Regions from separate parts of the Gossypium arboreum genome. Here region 1 is linked to region 2. A link is a contact called in public Hi-C data. All regions are on one chromosome and are shown on one strand. The core of a region is the stretch at or near the end of the contact, and the rest is flanking DNA. Distances in the headings are between cores, read along the strand shown. Region 1 holds the start of LOC108474594. Region 2 holds the start of LOC108474376 (50S ribosomal protein L15, chloroplastic).

Evidence for each region. Hi-C and Micro-C count contacts between places; a contact is called where the count stands out from the background.
Region 1: a contact with region 2 is called in a Hi-C map of leaf, with 2.8 times the contacts expected there. The contact joins the promoter of LOC108474594 here to the promoter of LOC108474376 in region 2. A contact is called at or near these places in 2 of 5 Hi-C or Micro-C datasets (both in leaf).

Annotation. Positions count from the first base shown.
Region 1 is chr3:11,580,202-11,587,053 of ASM2569848v2, reverse strand. LOC108474594 reads right to left here and starts at 3,515. Exons shown (of 3, transcript XM_017776567.2): 1 at 3,251-3,515; 2 at 1,665-1,870; 3 at 654-1,269. The coding sequence starts at 3,352. The coding sequence ends at 1,002.
Region 2 is chr3:11,067,495-11,074,313 of ASM2569848v2, reverse strand. LOC108474376 (50S ribosomal protein L15, chloroplastic) reads right to left here and starts at 3,609. Exons shown (of 4, transcript XM_017776283.2): 1 at 3,426-3,609; 2 at 2,982-3,342. The coding sequence starts at 3,497.

The DNA.
Region 1 (6,852 bases), core at 2,266-4,765, 510 kb before region 2:
TATAGCACTTCACCTGTCATTAAGTGTTGAGAAATAATTAACAACAGAGTAAAACTTGCAATTGATATATTTTTATCTTAATTATTTGGATCTTTGCTTAATGGATTCTATCAGTAAATCTTAAACCTGCACGAAAGAAAAACAAGTATCAATTGAAAACCTTGTACTCAATCAATCAGAACTTAATATTGAGAAAATCAGGATAATTTGAATGGAATAAGTGATTGTAATTAATGGTAGGATAGATATCGAGAAAGCACTTCGTTCGTTTATATAATGACTGTTTCATTAAATGCAAAAACATTTTAAATAAACTGAACTAGCTTTCAGGAAAAAGTTAAGTCTTAGAAGGTGAGCGATCATGTTTAAAATATAGAAGTGAAAGACAATACTTTTGTTTAGAGTAGAGTGAGGTTACATTTTGCACTCATTAAATATAGTGGATTAACTCTCTAAATAAGAAAATTTTCGTATTAGGTAAATAAACTTTTAATATCCATCTCTATTTTACCTACAAGAAAAACTTACCCCAATTTCAATTTGACGAGCAAAAGTCCTAACAATCTTCAATTAATGACAAAACGATCTTTTAAGGTCTAATGTAATCGGTTGCTACTTGTTAACATTAATATCAAACATAGACTCACGCAAGATTCAAGAACAAGCAACATACTAGAATTAATATACCAAGCTCAAATTTCCTTATAAAACAAGTTGCTAATATAGTATAGTTCCCAGAGTTTCTGTAGAATATCACTAGGCCAAGCGATGGCTGACATCTGAGGTCAAGCCCCAAGACATTTCTTTGATCTTTACGTACATTGTTCCCAACAAATCTATCGCTCCTTCCATTGACACCATACATTCATTACCTGAGCTGTAGCATCATGGAAAAGCGCAAACATAACAAGTACAGTTGTTTATTACAATGTCAATCGAAGTCACACTAGAACAAGATGTGAAACTTATCTGCCTGGCTTCATTAATTGAGTAATTTAACCTTAAGCATAACCAGTCATCCCAACAGTTGAATTCGTTCGATTTGCCTTGTGAGCCGGCATTGTGGTGGTTGCTTTGGCGAAATACATGTAGTAGTATACGTTGAGAATCATTGTGGCAACCACAAACACTGCTCCTGCAATAAAGACACCTTTCCTCAAAGTTTCACAGGAGAAATTCTGGGCATAAATCATTCCACGATACTTGGTGTGATAAGCATTCCTAGTTGCACCCGCTATTAGACATGCTTCTGCAACCAAGAAAGTCAACCTGCAAATGCGGGTGCACAAAAGAATTAGAAGGGAAAAGGATTTCCACAAAAATCTCCTCTGTAGCATGAACATTTGGAATTTCCAAAACAAGCAGGATACACATAAGGTTAAAAGTAATATATACGTACATACATATGTATGTATACATATATGATATGAGCAGAAAGCCACATAGAAAACAAGCAAGAAAGATAATAAAATTCAAATAGAAATCATATTGGTCAAATGGTAGAGAAGGAAATAGTATGGCATATCATAACTGAGACTTCATTAAAACAGGAGGGCAAGGAGCATAAAAGTAGGAAGGTGACTAATCAGAGAAGAGCTTTGGTTGAAGTTCAAAGAGTGATGGATTTATGAACATGATGTGGCATGTCAACCTGAAATACTTACCATGATGAGACAAAATATATGATAGACCAAGCTCGATCACTACCCGGTGCTAATGGCCTCCCAAAACACATGCACTTTGTAACTCCCATCAACAGCGATTCGCCAGAAAGAAGAAACAAGAAAGCACCTACTCCATAGCCAGTGGCAACATCCGAGTTGTAGACACAATATGTAGAATTTGTTATGTCATCTTTAACAACAGTGCCCTGCAATGCAGTAAAGTAAAGGTTAAAAGGTCATAAATTAAACAATGCACATGAGGCTAACCTGATGTTCGGGCTTAAAATATCTCCAGAAGGAGGTTGAAATTTGCCAATAGCGAAGTCATATCCAACCCCTACTGCTTTACAAAATACAATAACTACATACATAGAAATGACCCCAAACCTTAAAACCCTAAACATAGTCCTATCAGCAGCCCAAATTTCTGACCATTTCAAATTAAACAAAAAATTCAGCTACATATCAAGTGCACTAATATTAGAGAGATGTCAGCATGCATATTTCTTTAGTTTCACATTGAAATAATTACGTGCTTCATTAGGTACCTATGCATCACAAGTTTTGGACCTTACAAGAAACTGCACTAGATATTACTGCATTAAATAAGGTTGAAAGAAGCAATGTAAGCCTAATCCACGCTAGGATAAGTGCACGCAAAAGCGCATCTTACTTCATATTGTCAAGTATTTCAACAGATATCTTGCAGACAATGTATTAAGAAGCAGGTGGCTCTTTGCAGGAAATTTAGTATTACCGGCTCAGTACAAGTATGAACAATTAAATAGGTACACTATTCTGTGATTCTTTCTTGTTAAATATGTTTACTATATAGTAAAGCTGGAGATATCTTTTATTGAAATGTCAGAAAAATGATTTTATATTTCCTTCTCTCTGGAGAGTATTGAAGTTAGTGTATAGTGGCTTGTAGGATTAAAAACCAATGAAATAAATTACTGTTTCAAGACAATGTACCATCAGATGCCTCATTCAGATTATGTGAGAAGTGCCATTGCCATAAAAAGAAAGTTTGAAGAAGCGGACATTGACCGGGGAAGGGGGAATGGGAAATCCAGATGCTCAATGTAGAAGCTTCTCAAATTGGCTGAAATTGGGCTTTTACTATTATAACTTTTCTTTTTTTCCTGATAGATCAGGCACAATGTTCACATTATTTTTGAGGGCCATGTGAGTCATGAAAGGAATGAACTAAAATATCATCAATTGAAAGAACAAATAATGTATTTTGAGAGTAAATTAATGAACTTAAACGTAGATCTTCAACAAAAAAATAATTGAAAAAAGAAGAATAATTTAATAACATATTCTACATGTAGAATCATGGAATAAAGAAATAGTTGCAGAGGAGCTGAAACTTAAAACATACCATCCGAACAAAAACCATCAAAATTCACTCTAAAACCCCACAGATCTCTACATATCACACCTCAGAAAGCCTAGTTTCTTTATCAACTCAAAAATCAGATACAAAAATAGTAAGCACTAAAACCCCCCCAAAAAAGAAGATTGAAAGGGATGCTTGAGGTATCTAAAGCAAAGCTGAAAAGAGTAAAGAATGGGCTTACAACGCTTCTTCTTCTCTCGGCTGCAATGGCAAACCCAAATGCGACCAGGCTAAGGACTACCACCAGAAGGTGCACTAGGGTTGAGCCCTTTCCTTCTCCCATCTCTGCTTTGAGCTGACGCAGGCACTGACAGGGTATTGATAAGTGAGGCAAAGAGAGCGGCCCTTGTTTAGCTGCTGCTTTCAGTGAAGAAAATGTGGAATTTGAGCAAAGCAATGTAAACAGAGTAGTAGAAAGCAGTGAAAGGCTATATTTTCCTTTTCCAAAAAGTGTCAACTTTAGACCCACGCCTATTCTATTCGTTCGCTGAATCACGCGCCCTTCAATTACCATGTTTACCAAAGTAAAAAACTTTTTACTGGTTCAACTTTAATTTTAGAGATAAATATTAAAATTATGCATTAATTTTAATTTAATATATAATTATGTACATGAATTTTAATTTGGTATAGTTATGCACGTAAAATTTTAATTGTAATTTAAATTTATACTTAAAATTTTAATTTTAAGTAAATCATATATATTTAAAGAGAAAAATATATCAATTTATTTTTATATTAAATAAATATAATTTTTATGTAATATATAAATATAAAATGATGTTATATCAATAATTGTATTAATAATTTATAAAATTTTGATCAAATCAAAATTTATTACATAAAATTACATAAAATTAAAATTAATATATACAGTTACACGTTAAATTATAATTGATATATAATTTTGATATTTATTCTTTAATTTTATTTTAAACTTTTGTATAAAAATAAAGAATAAAAATACTTAAGAATGAGCAAGAGATGATGGTGATAGTTGGGAACTGGAAACTAATTTGCACTTTGTTATCACGCGGGGTATGCAGTTCGAGATTTTGCTTTTCTTGAAGGAAAATCCTTTTAAGGGTACACGGGACATTTCACCATATTTTATTAGATGGCAAAAGGATTGAAAATCAATCATATTTTTCAAAATAAAAAATCAACTAAAACATTATTTGATAGAGTTGGGGGTAGAGGTGATCATGGGCCGGGTCGGGCCGGGTCCAGACAAAATTTTAGGCCCGTCTATTAGGTTCGGGCTTGGCCCGGCCCGAAATATGGGCCTAAAAATTTGTCCAAGCCCGGTCCGAAATAAAATTACTAAGTCCAAGCCCGGCCCGGCCCGACCCATATTAAATTTTTTTTTTTACTTATTTCATTAAATAAAAATTTTAAAAATATAATAAATCAAATATATTTAAAAATATAAAAATAAATATTAAAAAATAAAAATAATACTAAAGCAATTCTTAAAACAATACATAAATTGACAATATAATAAAAAATAGTTATATTAAAAATTTAAAATGATTAAAAATAAAATAAAAATATATATTAATATATAATTCGGGCCGAGCCGAGCCGGGCCTGAGCCAAAAAACTCTTACCTGTGGCTCGGCTCGTTTTCTAAACGGGCTTCGTTTTTTTGCCCAAGCCCATTTTTCAGGCCTATATTTTTACCCAAACCCTCTCATTTTTCGGGCGGGCCTTCGGGCCTGGCCAGGCCGCCCAGCCCATGATCAACTCTAGGGGGGAATTTAGTAATTAGGTAAAATCGTTGGGTTTTTTTTTTTTTAAATAAAGAATATAGGTTTTCTTTTAGAATAATTAAGTAAACCAATTTTCCATAGTTAATTATCACAGAAGCGAAAGCTCACTGTAGAATGTGTTTTATGTTGAGGCAACATCTCATCTTATAGGTTGTGTTTTTGTCCAATAAGATGCTACGTTTTTATTGTCAAAATATTAACCGTTTAATTTTAAATAATTTCAAATTTGAGTTATTATTTGTAAAAATTGAGATAAATATAATGATTTATACTTTTAGTTATCCTAGGAATCCCAAAAACACTTTTTTTTTTCAATAAAACGCTTCTAATCTCCTATCTTTTTTCAACATTTTCAAATATGTTTCATATCCTACTGTAGAGGTTTCCTACAATATAGAGATGATATGTAGAGACTTTTCAAAGCTTTGGCCTTTGTAGAGAAATATTGCATGCTAATCAGAAGAGTGTTGAAGTTAACAATATTAAGTTCATTTTCTCAAACAAAGTTCATGATTGCTATAGCATAATTTGGCCACTTGCCCCAATAAACTAATTTGTTTAAAGTACGTATATAATTACTTATTTTTGTTACTCTATTTATGATATTTTGATTAAAATTTTGGTATTACAATTTTATGTGTTAATAATTTTATGCCATAACAATATATCAGAATAATAGAGTAATAAATTTTTATTTGTTATGAATATCTTATTAAGTGGATGTCTATTATGATCAAGATAAAGTTTTAATGTACTTTAAATTCTAATAGTTATTAGAATTAGATCACTACTTTTTTTATACTTCTTATGCTTTTAAATAGAAACTCTGATGAAGCATTGTAATCACCCCTTTGATCAATAAAGTACATTCTCTGCTGCTTTCATATTTTCTTTGTTCTTTATTCTCTCCATCTTTCTTTATTTTATAACACGTTATCAGCACGATCTTGCTCAAAGTGATAGTTCTTTTTATCGACGATCAAATTTATCCTCCATGATTTTCAATTTCTTTGATGGCAAGATGCAAAGTTTTTACAGGAAGTTTCTTTTATTTAATGTTTCATATCTGATTATTATTTTTCATTCTTCTTTAATTATATGTGATCATTGTTTTGATTAACTTATTTTACTTGTTCTTAAGGATGGTGAAAGATTTGATATCGTTATCTATATGAAATTAAGAATATTTTCAAACTATCTCATACCTTCTAGTGATGACGATGATGTTAAAGACCTTCAGGTATATTTTACTATGTTTTATTTATTGTTTATAATAATTGGAGACTAATCATGACAACATACATAGATAGATTTTGATTTGAAATCTCACGCATGTTTGCGATGGTAATTATGAAATAAAGAATCTATTGGGATGTTTATAAGTCTGTCCTACTAGATTTGTTGCATTCTCCGAAGTGAATGTAAACATAAAGAAAATATAACATATACTAATGGACCACTAAAAGTGGGAACATAGTAATAAATAAGAGAACAACGAGAATTCTCAAGATAACTTATGTTATCAATATGTGATATGAAATATTATTGGCCACATATGTGGCGTATGCCCAAATATTTTGTTTCTGTTAATATCCTTTGAGGAAGGATATAAAAATGTAGGAATGAATTTTATCATTATGGATAGAAAATATTTATCTTATTTGGTATTGAAATAAACAAATATTATCTCAATATTTGATAGTATAAAATTAGTTGAAAGCTCCAGAAGAGCTAATATATCACTATCTAAAAAGCACAAAATTTGTGATGGTTAATTCATTACTTTTAAAAGTTATTTGTAATAGATCTCATATTGAGATTGTGAATGAGGAAAATATTATATTTCATATGAATAAAAAGGGATTGAGTTATTAATTTATAATCTTTATGATATTCTTTTGCCATCATCCCTATTAAAGGGTTGAAAGCAAAATATTTGATTGTGAAAGATATACTAATGAGTAATAGAATATGATAATTCTATCTAAAGCTTATTATGGTTGGACGTATC
Region 2 (6,819 bases), core at 2,360-4,859:
GGAGGAGCAGCACAGTGGTATTGAAGCCAAGTTTCAGGAGAACCAGACTTATATGACCAAGATGTTGAATCTGATAATGCAAAAGGGAGATAGATACCTCAGCTGAACTGAATGGTCAAGCAGCTACTTCAACTGTCATCAACAGACGTGATGGTAAGGCTCCTATTGAAGTTACTGTTGTTGATGAACAAGGAAGATATAGCCTCAAACCAAATGAACGAGGAGCGCTTTTTAAGAACCCTACTAGTAGCAATCAAACCCCACTCCTATTTGATACCCCCAAACTAAGTTGAGAGAGCAACATTCTACTGAACCTACTGAAAATCTCGGGTTAGGTGGCTTCTCTCCTAGGCCAGAAATAGAGTTACCTCAATTTGATGGTCATAATCCTAAAGGATGGGTGAAAAAATGTCAAATGTATTTCACAATATTTGCTATTGCTGTGCTTCAAAAATTACAACTAGCCTCAATGTACCTTGTGGGCAAAGCTGAGATTTGGTTTGATGGGTATATAATGGAAAAAAATGTAGTGACTTGGTCAGAGTTTGTGATTGATTTACGTCAAAGGTTTTGTGACAAAACCTGTTCTGACATCATTGAGGAGTTCAACAAATTATCCCAAAAATCCACAGTTGAGGAGTACCAAGAGAAATTTGAGGAACTTTGGCCTCATACGCTGCAACATAAGCCCTCCTTATCAGAAAGCTACTTCATTTCCAGCTTTATAAGTGGGTTAAGAGAGGATCTAAAGCCTAGAACTAAGGCAAATGAACTACCACCTTGAATGCAGCTTTCAGGGTAGCTAAACTACATGAACTTTCCTTGGTGCTTGAGAATAAAAGACAAAAGCCACCATCAGAACCAAATACTACCACCTTTTTCTTGCCAAACCAGAAAAATACAACTCCGTATCATCCCACACCCCAAAAAATATCCATATACAGAATCAAAACCTGAACAAACAAAATCTTATAGACCAAAGGAGCGCCTTGAACCTTTGCTTTGAATGTGGAGAGAAATTTCACCCTGGGCAGTGTTGCAAAACCAAACAGCCTAATTCATTGACTGTTAATGAGACTTTAACAGAAGAAATGGAAGCTAAGAATGACTCCTTGGAGGAACAAGAAGGTGAAGAGGTTAAGGAACAAAAATACAATGAGAAGGAGCTGGAGGTCTCTATGAATGCTTTGACTGGCAATACGGGGCATAACCTACTTAGAATTCAAGGCAGCATCAAAGGTAAACCAGTGAGTATTTTGGTGGTCAGTGGGACCACTCATATCTTTGTGACTCCCAAATGGGCAAAGGAAGGTGTAGAGGTTCAACAAACCAAGCCTTTATCACTTCCAGTTGCTAATGGAAAGATATTATACAGTCTAGCTAAATGTATGCAACTACAATGGAGTATGCAAGGACACCACTTTCAATATGATATGAGAGTCTTACCTCTGGAAGGGAGTGACATGGTGCTTGGGGTAGATTGGATGAGGACATACAGACCACTCGTGTTTGATTTCAAAACCATGACTCTCTCTTTTCAAAAAGATGGTCAGCAAATCACTCTTAAGGGGACAACAAGAGGGCCAACTGAAAATTATTCTGGATAGCAAGCTACAAAAGTCGGTGGAAAAAGATCCCAAGGTACTTGGACAACCTTACTTGCTTAGTAGTGACTATCTAGAAATAAGCACTTCACCTCAGCTACGGCCACTATTGGATTCTTTTGCTGATGTCTTTGAAAAGCCAAAAGGCTTATCCCCTCCAAGGGCACAAGAGCACAGTATTCCACTCAAACTGATCAATCTGCCAATCATCACATGATCTCACCACCAATGGTAACTATTAAACTACTTCCCACATATGAAATAGATGCATATTGTTTGCTTGGAATTCGTCATTGTTTCAAAGTGACAGGCTTTTTCTCTCTCAACTCTTTTATTTTTATTGCTTACTAACTTGATTTTCAAAACCAAGTATTTTGCAAATACTCTTGCTTTTCTAAAAAACATACTAATTCGTTTTAGAACAAATTCCATCCTCCTCTTGTTTGATCAATATACTTGACCTAACTCATTTAAACAAATAGATGATGAAAACCTTTTATATCTAGGAAAACGAAGGGGTACACTGTGAGTCACTATTTACTTCAAAATGAATGTAGTCAATATAAGCGGTTCTATGCAAACTTGGGTAGGAATAACCCTAAAGCAATATTTCACAGTGAAATTGTTAACCATAATAAAAGGCTTCATTTTTGTCTTAAATAATTAGTTCCATTTAGCATATTAAGTTCTCTTATGTTCTTCAAATTCTCAAATGAGGCAATAATGGTAATCATTATCTTGCCCTTTTTACTAGATTCATTCAATTTGATCTCAAAATATATTACAAGAAGGTTAGGCTTTTGTAACACAAATGCAAATGTGAACAAAGCTTTTGGGGCCTTAAGACTAGCCATAGGATAAGCAAGAGCTCCATAGTAACGGATACTACAACTAAGCTTCAAAATAAATTCACAAAAGAAGAAAAAAGAAAATCCTAACAATATGAGTAAGGAAAATCCTTCAAACTCCTCTAAAGCATTATCAGCATCAGAATCTCTACCTTGTAAAACCATCCTCAGATTTTCTCCTTCAACACAATGGATAATTTTGGTAGCTTGGGAGGGGCACTACTAAGGGTAAACGAAGTTTTATTAAAATACTAGAGGTGTTGATAAATTTCAGTAAAAACTGGTTTAGCATTTCAGCTTTTTAGTTACATTGGGAATATCTTCCATAAATATTTGACATGTGCACATTTATATATTTATATTTTCTCCCTAAGACAAGCTTTTTATGCTCCCTACCATAAATGGGAAGAAGAAAATGATTTTACTTATAAACACCCCAGCACCAGCTCCATTATCCCAGGAATTCTAACCCAGAAACCACAATTCCATAATAAAGCATTTGAAGTAAAAATAAATAAATAAAGATTACCTCCGGCAATTCCTCTCAATTTGGGGATACGCCTATAGAGTGGCATTTGGCCACCCTCAAATCCCTTTCTAACACCTGGGCCAGAACGTGATTTTTGACCCCTCATTCCAAACCCACAGCTCCCACCTTGTCCAGCCGATATTCCTCTCCCCTTTCTCTTCCCTTTCTTTCTTGACCCAGGCTGAGGTCCCAGGTTGTCCAACCGAAACCTCATATTAGAAGCTGTAACCGACACTTGGGTTGTTGCTGCTTGGTTCACAACCACTAAAGACCGTGTCCCCTTTCGTGCCTCTACCCCTTGCTGCTTGGTCCTGATACGAATAATGTGAAAAGGGTTTGGTTTTAAATTCCTCAGATTTCCCTGCAACAAATAGGGGCGGAGGGGGAATTCAAGTAAGCAATCCGAAGTGGAACATAAAATAAAAGAGAGAGGGAAAGAAGAACCTTGAAAGTGGAACGAAGAGAGGGTAAAGTTGTGATGGGAGGATTTGGAGAGAGTGAGAGCATGGTTGCCATTGCAGTGAAGATGTTGAAGATGAAATGTAAAAAGCTATGTCATGTATGATTTTAATGCTCAAATGCTTTACACATTGATGTTTGTGGAAACGGATAAGATGTGTAATCTTTAGAGGAGACGAGGGAATTATTTTAGTTTTTAAGGGCATTTTTGTAAATCTATGTTTTAATTCAAATACCGCCGCCCGTACTGCCTTCATGGGCTGGGTATGATTTGGGTGGACTTGGGCTAAATTTTTCAGCCTGATCCAACTCATTTTATTATTTAAAAATAATTATTCAATGATAAAACAGGATATGTTCCATGAATTCTCTCTTTAAACACGAAAATCATTCCTCAAGTCATGTTCCGAGGTCAACCTAACTTTGGAGCCTAATCTTCACATAAGGGTTAGTGTTAGTGTGTTGGCTACTATCCTTAAGTCATATGGAATCAGTAGGCAATGGAAATTTATATATATAATTCATTTGATTTGCTATAGTGGGAATCTGAATGGGAATAGTTATATGTGTGTTTATTTGGTGTATTATATATTATAATTTTGTTTGTCTATTTAGTTTATTAAAAATAGTTTATTTTATTATGTTTTTTAAGATTGGTGTTAAAATCTTTCAAGATAATCTACTAATCATTATTTAAGTATGCTCAATTGCATATCCATCTAATTCACTCATCCTCTTAATCAATTTATAAATTCCATTTTTAAAAAAATATATGAAATTAATTTTTAAAAAATTTAATCAAGGCTTGAAGATTAAGCAACCATAGTTGAAGGGTTTCATTCAATTCGCTCTTCAAATCCATCCAATTTGCTTTAGAATTCCAAATCCATTGTGTCTTGTTTCTTCTCCAATGTGTTTCATGTTCTGGAAATTGGCACTCCAAGGTAGCATCAAAATTGACCCCTTCAAGGATTCCAATTTCTTCTTTTTTTTCCATTTACTTTTATATTTTTGCCGACTTCTAATTCTGAAATCCAGGAGAAACCACAAGCTTTAATCAAGGGTAGCCTCTTTGGTTTTAATGATTTGGTTCATTCCTTGGAGTCCCCAATTTCTTCGGCAATCTCTTCGTCGTCCATATGCTCCTCTAGGTATAAGAAAGGTAATTACATAACTCTAAATGCATGAAATCATCATTTGGATATTATTTAGCTTTCAAAGTTCTAGCTAATAGCGAATCTGGGTAATGCATTAAACATCGTCCCTATTTTGCAAGGAGGGCCAAACTAAATTTAGATAGATTCTTGAATCTCATTCCCCCATCTTCTTTTATATCGCATAGTTTATTCCAATTGCACTAATGAATCTGTAATAGCCCGTTTTTCAGTGGTGTCAAAAATAGTGGTTTCGGAGCCAATAAATTTGACGAATAAGTTCGTAAATATTATTATGAGTCAAATGTGATTTTAAAAAAGTTTTGGATGTGATAATTTATATTATTTAAGCAATTAATTAAGTTCTAGTGGTAAGACCCTAAGGTCAAATGGTTTTAGAAAATGAGGTATTGGAACCTCGTTTCTATAAACCGAGCCGTAAATATTGGAGTGCCATTAAGGTGGTTTTAAAGTTTCGTTGAAAAATTTTAACATTTCGATATTTAATTAATTAAAAAGGACTAAATCGTAAAAGATGTAAAATTTGATCACTATTTGATTTGAGTGATTAAATGGTTAGTTGAATAAAGGAAAAGGGATTTAATTGGTAATTAGACCATTCAAGGAGTTAGTGGACAATTATGGCATGAAATTGGTGTTTTATTTATTTATTAACCAAGGTTAAAATGGTAATTTGATCAATTAAATTAAAATAAATAAAACCAAAATGCTTTATTCATCTTTTTCATTTTCTTCTTCACCAATTGTAAATGGAGAAAGAAGCCATTGTTAACCTTGGAATTTTGACAACTTGAAAAGCTAGCATGGTATTTCATTTTAGGGTCTATTTGTTTACCAGGAAAACATTTTCCGGAAAATGTTTTCCTAGTTTTCCAGTGTTTGTTTGCTTGAAAATCACTTACATTGGTAAAATATTTAGAAACATGGGAAAATGAGGAGGGATTTTGGGGAAAATGTCTTACCGATTTTATTTCTGTAAGACATTTTCCATCTTTCCTCCTCCTTCCGTCCTTCTCTTTCTTCATCCAATTGAACCAGTTCCCTTCCTGAAATAAAGCTCAATGTAACTTTTTTATGCTTTACTCTGTATTTCATTCAATTTGTCACCTCTCTCACTCAAATCTTCTTCTTCCTTTTTTATTCTTTTGTTGAAGAATCTATTTGGATTTTGCATCTGTTTGGAATTTGTATCAGTCTGTTGAAGAATCTTCTTCTTCTTCTTCTTCTTCTATGCTTTATTTAAAATCTATTTGTTTCTGGGTTTTGCATCATTCAGTTTATGCTTGCTCTTCTATTACCCTAGATTTGTTTTTTTTCTTTGATTTTCTGCTCTTATATAATATGCTTCTATCTCTATGAAACATAGAGCCTTTCTTTCTTAGTCAAATTCTTTCCTGACTTGAACCAAAGCAACTCTTTCACCTCTCCATGGACACTATCACTAAACCATAGCTACTTTCATCATTGATCTAGTGGCATTCTATCTTTCATCCCGTAGGCTAGCTGCTTGCTGCCAACGTTTAGCATTCTTCCTTTATGGCATTAACAAAAACAAAGCATTGAGAAAGAGAGGAGGCCATTCCCCTATCTGTTCATTTTTTATTCAATCGAGTCCATAGATATTTGGTAACAAAACACTATCTTCCTTTTCTACTTTCTCTCTTCCAATTTCTTCCATGGATATGTGATAATGCAGTACAATTTTTAGGTGCGGAATATTTGTGTTGTATTATCAAGTTTCAGTTTGCTATAAAGGTTAATTTTGGTATCACCTCTTTTGTGCATGACTTTGGTATTCCCTCTTTGATGCATCAAACATTTTTTCCTTTGCAAATTTCAAGAGGTTGATCTGAGCAGAATTAAATATATATGCTTCCTAGGGGCTCTGCATGTTCACAAATTTGAAACCTTCCTGAAATATTTTCTTTACATCTCAATCACTTTTTCCAACTTCATAATCTTGTGTGATTTAATCTGCTCATGATGCCCTTTTATTAACCTAGTTAAAAATGGAAGTTGGAGAGTTTTGCTTGCAGATACGCGAACAATAACTCAAACACTTCGAGTTGGCGTGTTGCATACTTTTATATTCTCGTCGGTATATTATGACATGTGGTTCATTTTTGCAAAGTAATGTGAGAGGGATAAGGCTCGAGTCCTTGTTCACTGCATGTCAGGAAAAAATAGGTTGATTTTTATTTTAC